2 separate regions of the Gasterosteus aculeatus genome follow, and region 1 is linked to region 2. The links are chromatin contacts, called in public Hi-C maps. All regions are on one chromosome and are shown on one strand. The core of a region is the stretch at or near the end of the contact, and the rest is flanking DNA. Distances in the headings are between cores, read along the strand shown. Region 1 overlaps utrn (utrophin). Region 2 has its middle 20 kb from the start of atp6v1d.

Region 1 (6,636 bases), core at 3,611-6,110, 81 kb after region 2:
GTGCTACACAAAGAAGATACGATGGGTTAATTAAGGAGTTTCAGAGGTGCTTCTAGATGATTTTTTTTCCCTTCTGCTAATATCCCCTTTGTTTTTGCTCCAAAAAACAAACTCCACTTGCCAAATGGTTGTAAGGAGTAAAAAGTATTTATACTCAATAGTCGTGATCATCATTGTCCAGTAAGTGAAAAGAATAGAATTTGTCTACTTAATCGAGTCAGGAAAGTATTGCTTTGAAGATTGTGTTTCAAATCACATCAAACCAATTCAGAGACGGCCAAAGCAATATAAATCCCATCCTAATATAAAAATGAATGCAACTCTCCATGGATAGCACTGCGTCTGTCTCTCCCTCCTTTCCACTCCACCCTGACCAGTGCACGTTGTTACATTCCAGCTGACGACAAACCGCACACGCATTAGCATTTAGCCTGCTGCTGCCTGAAAGCCACTAATGGAAGTGAGTGCCCAAAACCCATTGCAGTAGTGCATAAAGACACAAACCCAATACCGGCTCAATAAGTAGGTTTACTGGTTGAGACAACGTGGGGTGAGAGAGAAAAGGACTTTCTCTCCATTTATCTTTGAATCTAATAATACAGCCCATAGTTTATTGCAGCTTTCATCTAATCTCCGGATGGCATTTGTTCATCACATGTCGAGTTTCTCCTTATCTCCAGCTCAACTCTGGGCTGTATCCATGATTTAAGTGCAATTTAAAACCCCTACTCCTGCCATTAGCAGCTCCATCTGCGTTGATCGCCATGTAGTCTTGATTGCGAGCAGAATCTCGTCTTCATTTTCTTTTATTGTTCTCTGTTCGCTCCCAATATGGTCTTGATGAATTTAAATCATCTACACTTATGAATCAGTTACCGTATAATTCCCTTGTCTGCGACTCATCACTCAGACTAGCTGTTAAGTAAGTAGGTGTGTGTGTGTGTGCACTTGTGGTTGAGTGAGTAAATGTGCACATGCACGTGGATGAGTGTGTCTAAGTGTGAGAGTGAGCAGGATGCATTCTGGGCATGTGTGTCGGTGAACTACATTCTTCAGAGTATGCGGGAAAGAAAAGAAATCTGTAATTTGAGTGTGACCCAAAAACAGTGAGAGTGTGTGTGTGTGTGTGTGTGTGTGGGGGTGGGGGGAGGGGGGGGTTCCGGTGGCCCCTCAGGCGCTGACCGCTAATGCTACCACCTGCTAATGACCCACAGGACCCCGTTGGAGCTCAAGGACGGGGAGGTCAGCCAGCCGGGCTACATGCCCGAATCACCTGCCCCGGGGCAACGGTGAGCCACGAGTAAAGGTGGATGGAGCGAGGAGGCGACAGACCAATGCGTTTGCCACAAAAACCACAGGACCGAGAAAACATGACTGAACTCTATCAACGCTTTGGAGGGGTTTTGTAATTGGGTTTTGGCTGATGCGCACGCGCACACACACACACACACACACACACACACACACACACACACACACACACACACACACAGTAGGAGCCAATGCCACAGTAATGAGAGCAGGAGGACACTCCTCAGGAGGGACGTCGGTCCTTCAGCCAATTGGCAGCAAGTGATCACACACACACACACACGGCAGAGCAAAAGTTAGGCGATGAGCTGAGCTGCCGGGGCCCCCTGTATGCCAGAGTAAGCTAACTGAGGAGCGCTCTCAGCCAGGAGGCACAAATGTGCATGCAGGCGGAGATAGGAGCGAGATCGCTGGAGAGGAAGGACCAAAAAGTTAAGTGAATGTGAAAGGAAATAGTCGGGACAGTGCAACAATTCACATCTACTTGAAAAGCCTTCAGTTGCCGCCTTCAATGGAGGCGAGTGCCGTTCCGTTTGTGGCGTGAATACTATAGGACCATGCACATAAAAAAAGCCTTAGGGAGCAGCACTCTTTGGATGTGTTCCCTAATTGCCTACAAGCTCATTAAACCTTATTTCGATGAATTGCGGGAGAACAACAAAAAAAAAACACAATACACAGCACCAAATAATAGATCCAATTTTCAGAACTGTTGAAGCTAAATGGCTTCTGCTTGCAAAGCCTGCAAAGCGCAGTATTATACATCAACGTAATGAGTGCTTTTAAAGAGGAAAACAAACAAAAGCTACCGACGAAGGGCGGTTAACAGAAGAAGAAACAAATAAATTGTTAGTCGGACATGATTCATGAGACTTTATAACACATGGATTCCATCCCTCACATCTTGGTGAACCGGCCTGCTTCATGCTGCCAGACAGTGAGACACAGTGAGGACCAACATGACGGTGGTCCTTGAGTTTTCTTGAAGATAAGTTTGGCTTTGATGCTCAACTGTGCTGCCACGTGCTCACGCCACAGAACGTTGCCACGGTCGGTCTAAATCGGCTGCCGAATGCTGATTTCAAGGTACGGGATGGTCTCCTGAATAAAGAACATTTAAGCTGCCGCTTCTGATTGCTTCTCTCAAGGATTTCTCTCGGTGGTTACGTAGCATTAAATCAATATAAGAGGGGCCACCGGTTTATACAAGTACTCATCATCCCGAGTCAACGGCCATGTGGGCTGTTTTCCCGGAGCAGAACGAACGGCCGGACCCTGGAGGGTGAGCCCCCGAGCAGATCCATCACGCACAAGTCACTGTTCCAGTCTGGCAGCCAGTGAGCGCACCCCAGGGAGGCAGGAAGACAAGCCCAGCATCACAGAGTCCCCGCCCCCCAACTACCCCCCCTACCTCCAAGGGAAGGCCAAACGATGCTGAAATGACTGATGCAACCCAGGGGAGGCTAATCGAGTGTGGAATGACTGATGCCCTCTCGCCGGTAGGGACGCATTCCAGGAAAGGGCGTCGCTTCGGGATGCCCAACGGAGCCAAATAAGCGGAAATGTTCGACCTAGAGGGCGAGTGTTGAATGTGCAGATTCTGGGCACCTGCAGGGGGGGTGGGGGGGGTCATCCAGCTTCACTTGTTTTGCCCAGGAATTGGTTGAACTAGCAGCAAACAAACGAAGCATCAACAAGATGACGAAAAATGCCTGATGCCTGTTTACTGCTCTCCTCTGCCCTCAAAGTCTTGTCCTTGTGCCACCCGTCCAATCCATTCAGTATCCGCCTCTTTGAGAGACTTGAGGGGTGAACCAAACAAAATATAGTAAAGTGCAGTACCTGAAGTAGTGAGAAAACAAACAAAAAGAAAGGGGCGGAGCCCTAAAGAGCGATGAGTTGGTGGATTAAAGCCGGATTAAGTCCAACCACCACATGTTTTTTTTGGAGCATGATTGAAGCTGGCACGTAATCGGGACCTTCACTGATGCATTAGTCTCTCACGCTGTCCGATCTCAACAGCTGGCCCCCTCTGGCCCCTTCCTGAGAGCGGGTCAATGTGGCGCAAAGGCAAGGCGAGAAAGCATTCGGCATCAGCAGTCAATAATAATCAACAGCTCTCGTGCACTTTGTTTTCACCGAGCAGAGAGCATCCCGGTCAGGACGCCTCTCGCAGACCGCAAAGCCCTCAGACGCTCACTCTGAAACGGCACCGACCCCGCAGTGCCTTGTTGGCGTGTTTTAAAATAAACAGAAATAAAGGAGAAACACTTGGATGTGTCCCAGATTACTTGGGGAGTGATTGCTGATTTGTGACATTCACGTTGAAAAAAAATGACACATGCGCTGGAAAGATTTTGTGACGTTCTCCCGGGAGGCACACACGCATCATATGAGCAGAAATAATCTAGATTAAAAAAATTATCCAAAGGGGAGACTCCAAAACATGGCATGAAAGTTTTAGGAGTAAAGTCAAAATAAATTTAAAAGAATCAACTTTACTCCAGCTGAAACTTCCACCTAATTTCCACCCAATGTAGTAAAAGAAAACCCATAAACAGAAACTCTGAGAGGCTCTCCCTCCTCCTCTCTCTCGCCGAGTCCACGTACCTTGCAGAGTTTCTGGTAGCGCGGCGAGGAGATGGCCATCCTCTGGAGCCGGTGTAGGAAGACCACCACTTTCTGGAGGGAGGTCCGGACCATGGCCATCATCTTAAGACTGCTACAACTGTGCAGCAGCCTGCTCCCGGTCCGCATTGCTAGCACTGCCCTACCTCGCTCATATCGTTCTCCTCCCTCACTAGCCAGCCGACCAGACCCCAGCCGAGCCGACGAGATGCGCGCACACACACATGCACACGGAGGGGAGAGCAAAAACACACACACATACACACTTGGAAGGGTACTCAGCTCTGCATGTGTAGTTGCATACACACTCAAACACACACACACATACAGAGGACACTACCCACAGTGCGTGCAGCCCCAGTTCTCGCTCTCTTTGTAGACAGTGACTCTCTCACAGCTCTCAGCGCGCACACTAATTCTCTCTCTCTCTCTCTCTCCCTCACAAACACACACGCATACTATGATGCAAGACGAGACACTCACTTTCTCCTCCACGCGGACAATCACACGCGCACCTCGACAGCAGAGCCAAAAGACAATCAGACAAATCATTTGGTACGGAGTCGGAGGAGGGTGACGAAGGAGAAGAAAAAAATAAATGAAAAAGAAAGAGAGCGGGGGGGGGGGTAAAAAAAAAAATTAAGAAGGGAGTGAAGAGTGGGAAAGTGCCGGGAAGCCGGGGGTTGGAGAGGAGAGAGGAAGGCGCCGTGCGCCGTTCACTTTTTACTGCCAACTGGACCAGAGAGAGATGGAGAGGAAAAGGGAGACAGTGCTCCCGTTAGATCACGTAAAGAGAGAGAGAGAGAGAGAGGAGACGAGAAGGAGCGAGCTGGAGCAAAAGCAGCAGTGCGATGGAGGACAAACGCTGCCTCTGCCGTGAATGTAGAATGATATTACGCACGACAACCGACGGATCAATGAGCGAGAGACAAGCAGAGAGAGAGAGAGGGTGGGAGGGCGAGAGAGATAGAGAGAGAGCGTAACTGTGAGTGGGAACCCGGCGCACAAATGAGATGCAGACACACAATAGAGTTAGGGAGATGGAGGAGTTCTTTCTACCGCCGAGGGTTCCTGGTAAATGTCCCATTCGTCTTCTGCCGTGACCGTTTTAGAGCGCGAGCACGTCCACGGATGCACAATAAAACTCTAGTAGTGGAATCACGAGGACAAAGCCTGAGTAACTAGGAAAAATTGGGTCCAAGGGAAAAACGAAAACAACGGCGTACTGATTAAGAGCATTTTGGGGAAATTTAAATTCCTGACGTGTGTACCAATGACACCGGACTTAAAAGGAGAGATTAAAAGGTGACTTCCGATGAGCACATCTGGTCTCTTCTCCATTTAAAGGCTGTGTGTTTAGCCAGACAGGACTCTGCACCAAGTTCAGACCTTTAATTTGTGCCTTCCATATGCGCTATCATCAAGTATCCAAAATATACGGTTGTTTCAATGCGCTCAATGACAAGATCTTATTAAAAAAGGAAAATACAGCACAGAAAAAAATAGTTCAGATACCAGCAGCTCCTCCTACTTGCAACTGTGTGGTGTGTGTGTGTGTGTGTGTGTGTGTGTGTGTGTGTGTGTGTGTGTGTGTGTGTGTGTGTGTGCGCGTGTGTGGGTGTGGAAGAGAGAGCGCATGTGTTTGTTATGTATTGTGTTTAATTGTTATATTACATAATAGCTCACAAATCAGCTGCAGTAGGAGAGACGATCTTATGTACTACAAGATGACAAGATAACAGAAGAGAACAGTTTATTTCTAACAAATTGAACAGACCAATCGTTTGCAGTTAATGAAATAAACAACAACTCTGTGTCAACACACACACACACACACACTCTGATGCTCGAAGGTTGTTTTATTATTCCACTTTCTACCCATGAGGGACATCCATAAATCCTGAATCCAACTGAGACACAGCGATGGAAATGAGAAGGAAAGGATGATAAAAACATTAACGCAGCAGTATTATTTTAAAAGTTAGCCTCGAACAGTAGCTTCATTACTTTTGTCATAAAACCACAGACTTGACCTTTGACAAGACTTTGAAAGACTTTTAGGAATAAAATCCAATAATATAAAGAAAGTGTCCTTTTAGAGCTTTAAAAGGACTTAAAATGATGGATCATGTTCGACAAAACAAATATAGATCCCTGTGACGGACGGATGAAAGTGAAAATCGTATCATATCCTTTCCCAATGGTCAGAATTGTATTAGACTAAATCCAGCCAAGGCCTAACAGTGAGTGAAAAGTTCCTTAAATCCATACCAAGTTAATACATTCTAAAGGCCATTCATGCAGTGATTCATTGTCATTTTTCTCTCTAGCCTTGGCCTCCTTTTGGCTAATTGGATACTGGAAACAACGCTGGCAATCAAGACAATGAAACCAAAAACTGTTATTGGCCCTAAGCTTTCGGTTTCTAAAAGATGTACGAGGCTGCAGCAATTTCTCAGGGACAAGTGGAAACTTGGGTACGTGCACATCTTTGTCAATGTCTGAAAAGCAGGTTGTGCAAATGACAGCACCTCAGTGTGCAAACTGAAAGAGGTAAAGACGGAGGTGACAGAGGCTTTGTCAAAAAAAAAAAAAAAGAAAGATTTACAGTGCCCATTTTATCCGTCGCATGGCTGAGAAGGAGCGATTTGGGGATTAAAAAAACGTTACATAAAGCATTAGACGATGTGTGTCAAC
Region 2 (6,237 bases), core at 2,936-5,435:
CTTTTCCTCTTTCTGTTTTTTCTGCTCCTATTGTTTCTTCCCCGCATTGTGATAATTAACAATTGACCTTTTAATGGAATATGCTTGTCACAGCTCACACTTAACATGTCCAATAGTTCCATGCCGTGCACAGCCGATACAGCAGCCAGCACACACTTAATATCTCACATAATCCAAAGTACACAGGGTCTGACCTTCTGGCTATTGAACAGACAATTAACCTTTGTGCTCATTTAACTTGATGAACTTTTAATTTCACAGCTGAAATCAAATTCTGAGAACCGTCCCCTAGAAAATCCATATCCAACCCTTGGAGTCAGTAAATGCTCAAATTGAAACCATCCGCACGTTTTGTCTTGGTCTGCCAGCTGCCAGGAACAACAAAACGTCTTACCTGTAGTTAAAGGAATCTGTCTAATCAAACTTTTGTCCAAGAAAATTTCCGGCAACCAAGAAAACCTCTCTCAGTATTGAAATCTCTAATGTGAAAAGCTGTTCATTATGACTGATCAGTGGCACCAGGAGCCTGTCTTAGATCTTCAAGCCGCTTTGCTGCTTCAGGATCCAGAGACAAAGAATTCTCCAAAGCAGATGTTGTTTTCAATAGTTAATGGAAAGAATAAACACTTCCCAGAGAAGAACTAACAAAGCCCAAAGCTACAGACTCGTAACCCACACGGACAATATTCAGGCGCACTACACAACTTAATGAAAGCAAACCCCGTATAAGCTGATTGTACCGCATTCCCATTTGTGTTAACTCAAACGAGTGAGCAGGTTTCTGATATATTCGGCTTTTTGCTCCACTTTTGCGCTTTAGCTCGGCCCTCATCGTTGGTGTTCTCATCAGCAGAACACCGGGCGTGTGGCGGAGACGAGGCCGCCGCCTCTGCTTCAGCGGACGCCAGTAACCGCTGGAGATTGTTCAGCTGCGGATTTGGGAACAGAAACAAGTTGTTGTTTCATCCCTGTCCTATTCCTGTGAAAGGATAACCTGCTTCCCAAATGCAATCTGTATCTCACACACACACACACACACACACACACACACACAGGCCTGATTCACAGCTAATTTGGTTAAAACCACAGCAACTGAAAGGGGCTACGAGGAAACGCATCGAGGGCCTTAAGCCGGATTGGTTTTAGCTTTATTGCAACATTTAGGGATGGGGGACAGGGACAAGTGGGGGGGACACTTTCCCTGGCCATCCACGTCAGCCAAGGATAACGGAACACAGAGTAGAGGGAGCGAGGAGGTGCAATTACAAAGTTTTAATTCCAGCCATGCAAAGGTTCAAGGTTTGATTTAACGCGCTTGTAGCAGTAGTTTTAAATGTGTGTCGGGCTGCGTAAAGAGAAACGTGGCTTTGTGAAAGAGCCATTTAAAGAAAGGTCTCTTTAGAGAACCTCGCTCTCAAAGGTTTACAAGTCGCTAAATTAGTTGAGTGTTTGTTGGAAGAAGAAACCAAGCCTGCGAAAATGTGACGGTGTGAACATCAAGCATATGGGAAGGGGAATGTCAAAATGCGACTGCCGCAAACCTGCAAAATATATTGCTAAATGTGGGAAATGTATTTATTATTTTGGAGAATGCAAAAAGGACGATGTTCTCAACGAGGCTACAAGGCCTGACGAACTGCCGAATAAAGACACAAGCAGACACACAGCCGAACGTCCCCGCACCTCCACGGATGGAATTTGGCACATTCACTGCAGCTGCCGATGAAGTATTTAACGTGTTGGAGCATCGGGGCTGTTACCAGCAGCTTGATTCTCTGTTTACATGTCCTCCTTTTCTTTGGCTTTAGCAAACTTATTATTTCTGCTTATGCCGTGGAAACGTCGCTATTGGCCTTCCTGTTTTTCTTCATTCATTTTGCAGTGTGTTTTTCTAACATATTTTAACATGTAAATCAAGCCTTGTTTCTTCGAAGAACCACTGTGCATTTCCTCATTTCCCTTTGTGAAGCATCGAGTCTTTCTGATGAAGTTAAAGCTTCCCCACATACATTTGACTCACTCTTAGATACAAGTTCAATAAGTATATCAAACCAAACTCACACAAAATGACTACTTGCTGCACTATTCCTTTGACACATTTCCCCTTCGTTCGGATTTGACCGGTTCTTTAAAGGCCTGTGTGAATTGTTTCCTGATCATTAGCAGCAAAAAGAATACAACTAAGCCGGAATAAAATGAAAAACGGGATGCCAATCAGCATGAGAAACGGCGCTTGATGATTTAACACAGTTAAATGGATAAATGGATGCAATGCGATCAAAACAGCCGCTTTCCTTTTTTTACTGGCAAAAGCTTCACAAGGTTCCATAGACGTCGCACAGCAGCCCACTGCGGGGCGCACTTTGCTGCTACTTTGTGTGTCTTTGATGTTGTGTTAAATATTAGCTGTGTATTGGAGATAACGCTGATCTGGGAAACCACCTCAGGTGAAGACAATCCAATGTAAAATTTAATGAACCCCAATAATCAAATCAATCAATGATGGATTGCTGTTCAAATTTAACCTCCTGTGCATAAGCGGTGTATTTTTAAAGTGTGTTGTAAACCTAAAATGTGCTGTACACGTCCTTTTTGAAGTGAAGTTAAATCCAGAGTTTCCATTTTCATTTTCAGGAGATTTAATGAAAGTCAGCATGAGCAGAACACCTGCGGGACCATTTAACAGGCCAGAAGTTCGGCCTCATTTAAACATCAGAAAATCATCTGCATATCAAACAACTATCGCTACGCGGTGGTTATTTTAAATCATAGCGCCTGCTGCAATGCCACAAATTGTTTGTGTAACTCACCGATTTCAAAATACGGACCAATTCTCTTCAGTGCCCCATTTTAAATTCAACCTGTCACTTGGTGGATACTGAATTCAGTGTGGTGCTCATAAAGTACTGACGGCAATCTGTGCATCAAGCACAACCTGTCGGCCGCGGAGGTGTGATGAGCGTGTGATTAAGTTCTGGCAGACGGTTTGATATGAAAGTCAAGGTGTGAGGAACACCTGGCACCTGATGACTGTCTGTCCAAACACAACGTAGGAAATATGGCAATCAAACCGAAATCACTTGGCACAGCATTTTGAATACTGCTGTTATAATGAATTTGAACGGTCCGATACTGACCGATTCTCTGCACACCTCCCACTGCTCTGATTCCAGCTATCTCCTTCCATTAGTCCGTGGCCCGGACCAGGCCTCAGGAAAGAGCCTTTTGCAAAAAGATATAAAAGCTTGGTACAGTAATATGTGCTTTAGAGAGAAAAGCAAGCAGTGTACTGCAACAACACACCTCCAGTGCATGTGCACAGCGTGTGTGTCTGGAATGTGTAATGAGGGGTTGTTAAGGTCAGCAAATGACTGCCTAGAAATAAGAAAATAAAGCAGGCGGAAAGGTGAAAGGTTCATTAAATGGCAGTTTATCACAGTTATTTTAACAAAATTATCTATCACGAGAGAGAAGATGAACGATTATAAATGACGAATATACCAATTTGTTAGTCGGTAGTTTGAGCAGGGCTGACTAACAGTAGAGGGTCAGAGCTTGAAAGCTGGTGCATTGTGCTACATACCACTGGCTTAAAATCAAGTACATGAAATGATTTAGAAAGTATACTTGACATATCAGGTTTTGCTCCCTATTTCAATAATTTAATGCTGATGTGGGACAAACGCCCGGAATATTGCTTGAAGCATCCACAGTTCAAACCCCAAGTCGATGCCCTTCCTGAAGAAGCTCAGTTAGATACTGACAATGAATCGTCGATGAGAGAGCTGGAAAAGTGCGAACGCTAACTCGCTCTGCACACGCAGCATTTCAGGAGATTTCTGCAGTGTACTGGGGACAATAAACCTCAGCAGATAAGTACTGCGAGGTAGTTGTTAAAGCCGGGAGGTTCGTTCGGATATGAGTTCATCGCAGGTTTCCCTGCGCTGGAACATTAACGTGGAGGAACACAACAGAGATTACGAACATAAACGCAATAATGAAAAACTGCTTGATGTATTCATCCCTCCCCTCTCGGTTGCCTTCCTCTTTCCCAAAGTCTGGAGTTCTGCCCGTTTACCACATCCCGGACAGGTCCACCCCCCCATTCTCAACATCTGTTCCCAGTCCTCTGTGCCCCTTTGCCCCTTTGCCACATGCCAGTGGCAGCTACCCGCCAGGACGCACACAGCACCGGCTCCGGCGCCGCCTGCCAAGCTGATCAAAGCGGGCAGCTGTCGAACGGATCTACGTGCCAGCTGTAGCCCCCCCCCCCCCCCCCCCCCTTGCGCGTGAATGGGAAAGGGGCCGAGGGATGGGAACAAAAATAACCATCCCAGCACCGTCAGTCACCGCGGTGCCATCCAGAAGAATGGGCCCGTCGGTCGGACGGCCGAAAGGCCGGTGGGATCGTCTCAGGCTGTTTTCACCAACAGCAAAGAGAATCAGCCGGTCGCAGATAGCGATCGTCGGGGGAGTTTAAAGGACAAAGGGACAAGGAAATGAAATTGATTTGATATTGTGGGTTTTCCTGTGAGACGCTCAGGATACGAGAGGGCATGACGAGTGGAATTAATCTGCATGTGGAGCACAAACAAGGTCGGGAGGTGTTTTACTGCCAAAGAGGGCACCTTTACTAAAAAGTAGTTAACAAGGACAACTGGGATGACTCACGGAAGTTCTTTTTAAGCTTAAAGTTTTTCAAGCTGTGTCCTTTGTAGGCGCCCGAGAGGTTGATGCCATAGTCACTGACCTGTGAATGCATGTGTAGCTGGTCTGGTCTCAAACGCCGCAAAGTCAGATCTGTGTTGTTTGTCTCAGCGTCCAACTCCAAACCAGCCAACTGCTGACTGGCTGGGTTCAATCTAAAGAAAAGAAAATGAGCAGATACTTAGTGTAGTAGTACTACCCGAAACAAATACACGTGTAAAGGAAACCCGCGTGTTAATCCGCAGCGTGTGTATGTAATAATTAGGCAATACGGTGTTGGTACCGACTTCAAAATAAGAGCCATGTTCCAGTATCAATAAATCTGACTAAATTAAAAATAATACATAATGACTGAATGCAAACTTTTTTTAGGACAAATTCCAATCGTGTGAATAAATCAAATATATTTTTAATTGCAAGGTTACAGGAAATTACTAGTTGCCCCTGAGAATGATGGCGGACACCCTGAGAGCATATCAGGACATTCTTATGAAGAATTAAAGATTACAAGCTATTTAAAGTCTCATATATGAGCCAATTTACTTCTTCCGGCCCACCTTCCCACTACTGTATTACCCTTCCACTGTTTCATGTTTAGTTAGATTTCTTGTGGATTTTCTAGCCCACAAACTAATCAGTTAGTGCATCTTCTATGTAGACAATCTTCTTGCAATTCTTGCCAGCGCCTGACCTTCGACCTCCATTTCAAGTGACAAGAGATTTCACATAAATGCATATTGTTTAATTATTAAAACATCCACTAATGTTGTTTCTGTTGTACTGCAGGAGACTCGTCTTTGCTCAGCCAGGCGAGCAGACTGTAACTCACTGGAGCTCCACTGTTTAATGCATTAATTCCCAGAGAGCTCCGTCTGAGTAGGATTAAAATACTTGGAAAGATGGCTAATAAATCATGCATTCTTGCATTGACGATGTTTCATATGAGCACATTAGATTGTTGCAGTAATTAAACCAAATCCTCCAATCACATAATAGCATTATTAATATTAATGTGACAATAAGGCTCTAACGGGATCTAGTGAGCAATAATTACCACCTCTCTTGTTTAAGCTGCTTTGTTACAGAAACTTCTTTGCCAAACAAGCAGATTCCTGCAGAGTATTACAGAAAGGGGATTGTTGGACTAATTAAAGCACCTCAGGGAGCCCAGAGCAACGTTATTGTTGGACCGGAGATGGTAGGGAGGGATATTAAGACAAAACTTGGGAGAGGAAAAGTTAGCACTTTCATTTGGGGAGAATTTGCACAGCCGCCACAACATACATACGGAAAACATCAAGGGATTGATATGTCAGTTATCACCTTTTCCTCAGAGGAAATGAGTGCACGGCTAGGACTCGCCCGTGCACCCAAAGGACAGAGACCACTCATTTGTGGTCTGATAACGGCACCCCGAGTTCAGGCAATTTCCCGTCTGGAAATATTAAAGGTTTGACAGATTGCTAAAATGAGCTGATTTCACACGATTAAATGACTCGCCCAGTCAGATATGATTTATAACCAGCAACA

Evidence for each region. A called contact is a pair of places that touch in the nucleus more often than the background predicts.
Region 1: a Hi-C map of skeletal muscle shows a contact between it and region 2, with 2.1 times the contacts expected there. The contact joins two enhancer-like sites.

The regions. Positions count from the first base shown.
Region 1 is chr18:8,746,836-8,753,471 of fGasAcu3.hap1.1, forward strand. The region is part of intron 55 of utrn (utrophin); the gene reads right to left. Among protein-coding and RNA genes, the nearest start is that of utrn, 49 kb to the right of the region's middle. Within about 2 kb of position 4,861, at least 5 of the 9 cell types and tissues checked have open chromatin away from gene starts, as enhancers often do.
Region 2 is chr18:8,666,771-8,673,007 of fGasAcu3.hap1.1, forward strand. No RefSeq gene overlaps it. Among protein-coding and RNA genes, the nearest start is that of atp6v1d, 20 kb to the left of the region's middle. Within about 2 kb of position 4,186, at least 1 of the 9 cell types and tissues checked has open chromatin away from gene starts, as enhancers often do.